Linked DNA regions of Triticum aestivum: region 1 is linked to region 2. The links are chromatin contacts, called in public Hi-C maps. All regions are on one chromosome and are shown on one strand. The core of a region is the stretch at or near the end of the contact, and the rest is flanking DNA. Distances in the headings are between cores, read along the strand shown.

Region 1 (2,994 bases), core at 122-2,621, 170 kb before region 2:
GCAATGTATGCCGACGCTGGCATGGTGCCGGCATGATCTGTGGCCGCATGCCTTTTTTAAAGTTGAGTGCGGACATAAAATGGGTCGATGTGTTGAACGCACTGCCGACCCAAATGCAAAATTGGGCAGACGCCGGCCGGGCGGCCGACCTAAACGGACAAAAAGCGGATAAATGCGCCGTCCATTTGGATCGACCCGTTGGAGTTGGAGTTGCTCTGACACTTGCTGAGTTCCTCTTGGTGAATGAAAGTATGATCTCTCCATGTCCATGACGGATGATTCCATCTTCAATATGACATCTGTATTTATCATTCTTTTTCCAATGCCATTTTAACTAGAACATGTTCAGGGTTAATACAACCATTAATTATTAGAAAACACACTAAGGAACAACCTACTACTATAATTAGAGGCCAAGCCTACAGAAGGCCTCCCCGAAAAAAGGCTAGGGTTTCTCCGCCTCCCGTCGGCGCCGCCGATCCGCCTCGTCTCCGGTGGCCTAGGGCCATGGTGGCGTGGTGGATCCCGGCCCTTGCCGGAGGGTTTCATTTTTAGATGTTCTTCGAGTTTTGTTAGGTTTGTGTCCTGCTCAGGAAGACGAGACGATGACGGCTCCCTGAAGATGGAATAAGGTTTTCCTTGCCTAGCCGCTATCCCGGTGGTGTGTCTAGCATCTTCGGTGGGCGTGTCGAGGTGTGTCTCTGACGGATCTGTCCTTGATGGATTTGCTCGGATCTGGTCATAGTTCCTCTATGTTCATGTGTTTTTAGGTTGAATTTTTCTGATCTACGCTAACTTTAACAGGCGATTGATGTTCTGGTGTGCTAGTCCTATGGGGCCTTAGCATGACGACTTCCCTACTGTCTACTCAACAAGTTTTACCCGACTCCGATGAGGGAGGGGCGAAGACGGCGGCGCGTCTTCGGCTCGCTTTAGTACTTGTAGTCGTTGCTAGGTGGTCTACGGATCGAGATGCAATTTTTATTATTTCTGGTATTCGCTGTATTGCCATGATGGGAGATGAATAGATCGAAAGTTTTGAGTATTGTAGTATAACAAGTTTTCAGTATGTTTTGCAAAAAGAAAAAGATTTTAGTATAATGCGGAAAGCACAAGAGAATAGTGAAAAGAAAAAGAGAGAATAGTATTGCTTCTCTGCTGTTAGAGATGCCCTGATAATTCCCCCCAAAAATAAAAAGATGCCCTGCTAAGTGGTTATGCACTAATTTGCTTCCAGTAACCGATAATCCATCCGGCAATCATTGTGGTTTTGGAACTAAGCAGCAGCTAGAGAGCTAGCTAAGCCAGGCACCAAAGTGACGGAGGAGAAACTCACAAGCTAGCATTGACACTTGAATTTCAACGGACCTAGTCAAGTCTACCAAACCAAACCAAAACAACCTCCCTCACCTCATCATCGATCCATCATCACAATCACACACACACATTTCTGAATTAATCTACTCCGTATAGCATGACTAAAATATAAAAGTAAAACCAACCCAACCCAACGAAACCCAACGCGGACGCGGTGTACTCGACTCGTTCTCCGTCGATCCATCCATCCACCCACCTACAACCCCGAAACAGAAAGCCAAGCCACCAAGCGAGAAATCAAATCCAAGCAAACCGAACCAAACCCGAGCTCCCGAGCTCCATCCATACATCCATGTCGTCTCCTCCCTCTGCCTCTCAATGCTAATGTCTCGCCGCCCCGGCCTCGCCACCAGCACAACGCGCCTCCTCGTGCTCGCCTTCCTCCTCGCCGTCGCCGCGGGCGCCGCGCCGCCGTCGCCGCGCCAGTTCTCCACCGTCGCCATCTCCCACACCGCCAACAGCACGCTCGTCTGCGCCCTCATCATCGACAGGGTCAACGAGGATGGCGGCGGCAACTCCAAGCTCCAGTGCAAGTCCATGCCCGACGGCGGCCTCACGTCCTACCCGTCGGCTGACATCCCCTTCAACGCCATCGCCGCCGGCAAGGACTTCCTCTGCGGCCTCATGGCGCCCGTCGGCGGCCACGCCGCCATGCGCTGGTGGTCCTTCTCCGAGGAGGAGCAGGCCAGGCGGTCTCGCCCCGTAGGCCGGCGCATCTACTGGGGCCCCTCGCTCCGCTCCATGTCCGCCGGCGGCCCGCACGTCTGCGGCCTCTCCGACGACCACGACCCCACCTGCTGGGAGTGGCCCGGCCTCGACCTCCCCAAGGGCCTCGACTTCTCCCTCATCGCCCTCGGCCAGGACTTCCTCTGCGGCATCGTCAAGGGCAACGACACCGCCATGAGGTGCTACGGCGGCCGCATGCCGCCGACGCCCCAGTTCACGGCCGACGGGGTTGCTGTCACGTTCCAGACGGTCGCCGCTGGGCGCCGCCACGCCTGCGCCGTGGACAAGCTGGGCGGCCTCGTGTGCTGGGGCGACGGGAACCCCACGGTCCGTCTCGACGAGCTGCCGGCCGACATGATGGCCATGGCGCTCGGCCGCAACACCACGTGCATACTCGCCGGGAACGGCACGGTGAGGTGCTGGGGCGTGAAGGTGCCGGAGGAGTACACGCACACCACCTTCGTCTCCATCGAGGCCGACGGCGACACGGTGTGTGCCGTCATGACGAGCAACTACTCCGTCGTCTGCTGGGGGAACGACGGCCGCTTCGACGGGAGGCACCTCGTCTACAACAACACCATGCCGGGAGCCTGCGCCCCTAAGAGTAACTGCTCCTGCAACATCGTACCGGACTCAGGGAGGCTTTGCGGCACCGGCGGCGGATTGGGCGGCGAAGAACTCGCCGTGTGCAGCCCGTGCAAGCAGCCACTGAACGCGTCCAGGATCGTCGTCAGCAATGGCAGTACGGCCCAGCTCGGTGACGACGGTGGTGATGCGAAGAAGAAGAAGACGCTCTTCGTGGGGCTCGGCGTGGCCAGCGCCGGCGTCTTGGTGATCATCGTAGCAGGGCTGACGTTCTACGTGCTGGCGTCCAGGAAGTCGGACAAGAAG
Region 2 (2,989 bases), core at 390-2,889:
TATGGCAGAAACGTTTAATTAGTTTGCAGGACAAAGCAAAGCTACCCTGGAGATGTCAGCGCACCGAGATCAATTTTCAACGTTTTTCTGGTGAGTAAAAAACAGGACGTCTCTTCTGTTCTCACGCAAAAGAGAAAGAAAAAATATGTTGTTTCAGATATCAACAGCGTTACGATGATACTACTACTCCCTCCGTTCCTAAATTTAAGTCTTTGTAGAGATTTCACTATGAACCACATACGGATGTATATAGATGCATTTTAAGTGTAGATTCGTCCATTATGCTCCGTATGTGGTCCATCTAGTGAAATCTCTACAAAGACTTATATTTAGGAACGGAGGGAGTATATTTTACCATACACATGAGCATCAAAGGTAAGGTTAGGTAGGCGGCAGCGGGCAGCCAATGCAAGTTCCTGGCTGCACACATGATAGCTGCTGCACCTGTCATGAGAAAAAAATCCTCACACCAAACTGAATCCCATCAACCCCATCTAAATCACAGCTTCTTTTTTCCCCTGTGCCGTGCACACATGCAACAGTTCATGGCGACCGTCTAACCAACCAGCCAGCTCCAGGTTCATCAGACCAAACTGAGAATAACCTGCCTACACTACAGTCAAGTTGGTGAATCATGACGCCTTTTTACACGCAGGTGAAAATGTGAAACGAAAGACGGCGAAATGCGCATATATCGTCGTGCGCATTTCCCAACAAGCGACTGCTTCGACCCGGTGGACTCCCTTTTTCTCATGTCAAGATCACGAAAAGATTTGAGACTGGGAGGCCGCACGATGGGGAAAGTGGGAAAAAAGTTTCTTTGATGGTGTGTCTGCCAAGCTTGCTGCATCCGTGTCAACTCTCCAAGCACACACATGAGATCGCACCAAACCAGACCAGCAGCGTTTCCTTCTCTGAGACCCATCAGACCAGATGGCTGTCCATCAAACTGCATGCATATGCATATGATGATATGAATATGATGCATGGTGCAAGTGCAGCTTGTCATCCAATCCATCCATCCATCTCTTCTAGAAGCATGACTAGTAGTTACCAGTATATATGCAGGGAATTAAGAAGCATTTTTGTTGTTGTTGTTGTTGAAGAAACTGGAAGGAACCAATCAATCATGCTGTGAAAAATACGTGAAAGCTATAGTATATCACTGGTCCTTTTCAGTTCTCTCCAAACCTGCAATGAAACCGGCGGGAAGAAGAAGGTGCACGGCCACCAGCAATTAATCCGGGAAAGGGAAACCGGCCGCTGCCAAATGGCCTGGAAAAAGGGGGCACTGGTGGCGTAAGATTGGGAAGAAAAGACGAAAGCTTCAGGCAACGTAACTTTCCAGGTTATTAGGAGGGTCACATCTCAACGGTAGGTAACTACTGGACTCGACTCGATAGCCTTACCTCATAAGCTGGGTAGGTAAATACCCCTACTATGCCTGATCGTCCAAGCAATGCACAATCAACTGGTAATTTTTTTTCTTTCTAGAATACGCATGAGCAATGCGTATCTTATATTGATAGAAGACAATCAACTGATAATAATAATTGTTACCTGCAAGAAATGGACCATGCCAAATTCGCTCACAAGGATATTTATTTAGTTTTCTCTCGGAAAAATGCACCTTGAATGACCAATTCAGGTCCCATCCTCCACTGATCCTTGTATAATTCCTTGCTCACAACACGCGCGGCGAGAAAAACAAGGCGCTTTTATCGATATGTTCTGCCACGCCATTGACATTGCGATTCCACGGCGGTCGGCCCACCGTTCATTCCCTGCAACAAGAAACATATACAAAAGCAAAAGAAAGAAAGAAGAAAAACGGTATCATGTTCATAATGTGGTCTGAGATACGAATTCTGCCTCACAAGCCAAGTCAGGAACCCAAGACGTTTTCTTCCTTTACTCCTTTTCCCTATGCAGCAGCGCGTCTTGATCCACACCGCACGGCCTCCTGAATTGACATGCCAACCTCTCAACCCTTTCACGGGGATCATGTGTGTGCGCCACCAATTTAACCAGGGAAAAAGGGAACTGTTTTTCCTTTCCTTTCGCGACGTCATCGGGTTTTTCCTTTTCGTCGATTTTATGGGGAGAGCTGACCTCGACAGACCTTCAGCGGCAACATGTGCCACATGTGGCAAATTTTGTAATGTCCTCATGGGTGATATCTCTATTACTAGTACCAGCAAGCTGTGAGTTGGCTTGAAAATAAAGAGAAACTGGGACATCAGTTACCACTTATTTTCTATTTTTCTTCCATATATGTCAGAAAGCACAGTCAAAGACTAGACAGGGTCCTGCAGAAGACAACAAAAGGAAGATAAAACTCTCGTTTTCATATCTGAGCAGCGGACAAACTCGCCGCGACGCGAGCGTCAGCAGCAACAAGGTTCCAGAGACGACGAAATTTCTCCTGACAATTGTTTTGTTTCGAAACAAAAGAGGTGACAACAGAAATTTGTCCTGGCAATTGTTTTGTTCAAAAAAGTGGACAAAACTCGCAGCAACGCGAGCGTCAGCAGCAACAAGGTTCCAGAGACAACGAAATTTCTCCTGACAGTTGTTTTGTTTCAAAATAGAGGTGACAAAATCGCCCCAAAAAAATTGCCAAAGTTATGTCTAGGACTTCTACAAGGACAAAATGCTGGAAGAAAAATCAGCTTCCTTTTTTGCTTGTGTGGGCCATGGGGGTGAAGAAATTAAGACACCTTCCAAGTCTGGTATGATGAATGTCCAGAAGCAGCATTTCAACTGCAAGAAGAGTCTGGTTCAGTGTACATGGCCTCAACACCTTTTTCTGCCAAGAAGTACTTGTATTGAACTCCGACAAATGATGCGGTGTAAAACTCAGGCAGTGAAAACATGACTTTCACAAAAGAGATAAACGCACCGTTCGGCACTGAACTCTCGCGAGATAAGCACATTGGTCACACAAGTCTCAAAATATGGAGAATTGGTTAGTTTGATTTGCTTTATG

Evidence for each region. A called contact is a pair of places that touch in the nucleus more often than the background predicts.
Region 1: a contact with region 2 is called in a Hi-C map of an unstated tissue, with 10 times the contacts expected there. The contact joins the promoter of LOC123167372 here to the enhancer-like site in region 2. A contact is called at or near these places in 5 of 5 Hi-C or Micro-C datasets (leaf, root and an unstated tissue).

The regions. Positions count from the first base shown.
Region 1 is chr7D:409,152,412-409,155,405 of IWGSC CS RefSeq v2.1, reverse strand. It overlaps LOC123167372 (serine/threonine-protein kinase-like protein CCR4), which reads left to right and starts at 1,371. Exons shown (of 1, transcript XM_044585215.1): 1 at 1,371-2,994. The coding sequence starts at 1,696.
Region 2 is chr7D:408,981,406-408,984,394 of IWGSC CS RefSeq v2.1, reverse strand. No RefSeq gene overlaps it. Among protein-coding and RNA genes, the nearest start is that of LOC123165310, 8.6 kb to the right of the region's middle. Within about 2 kb of position 1,639, at least 1 of the 8 cell types and tissues checked has an H3K27ac peak or open chromatin away from gene starts, as enhancers often do.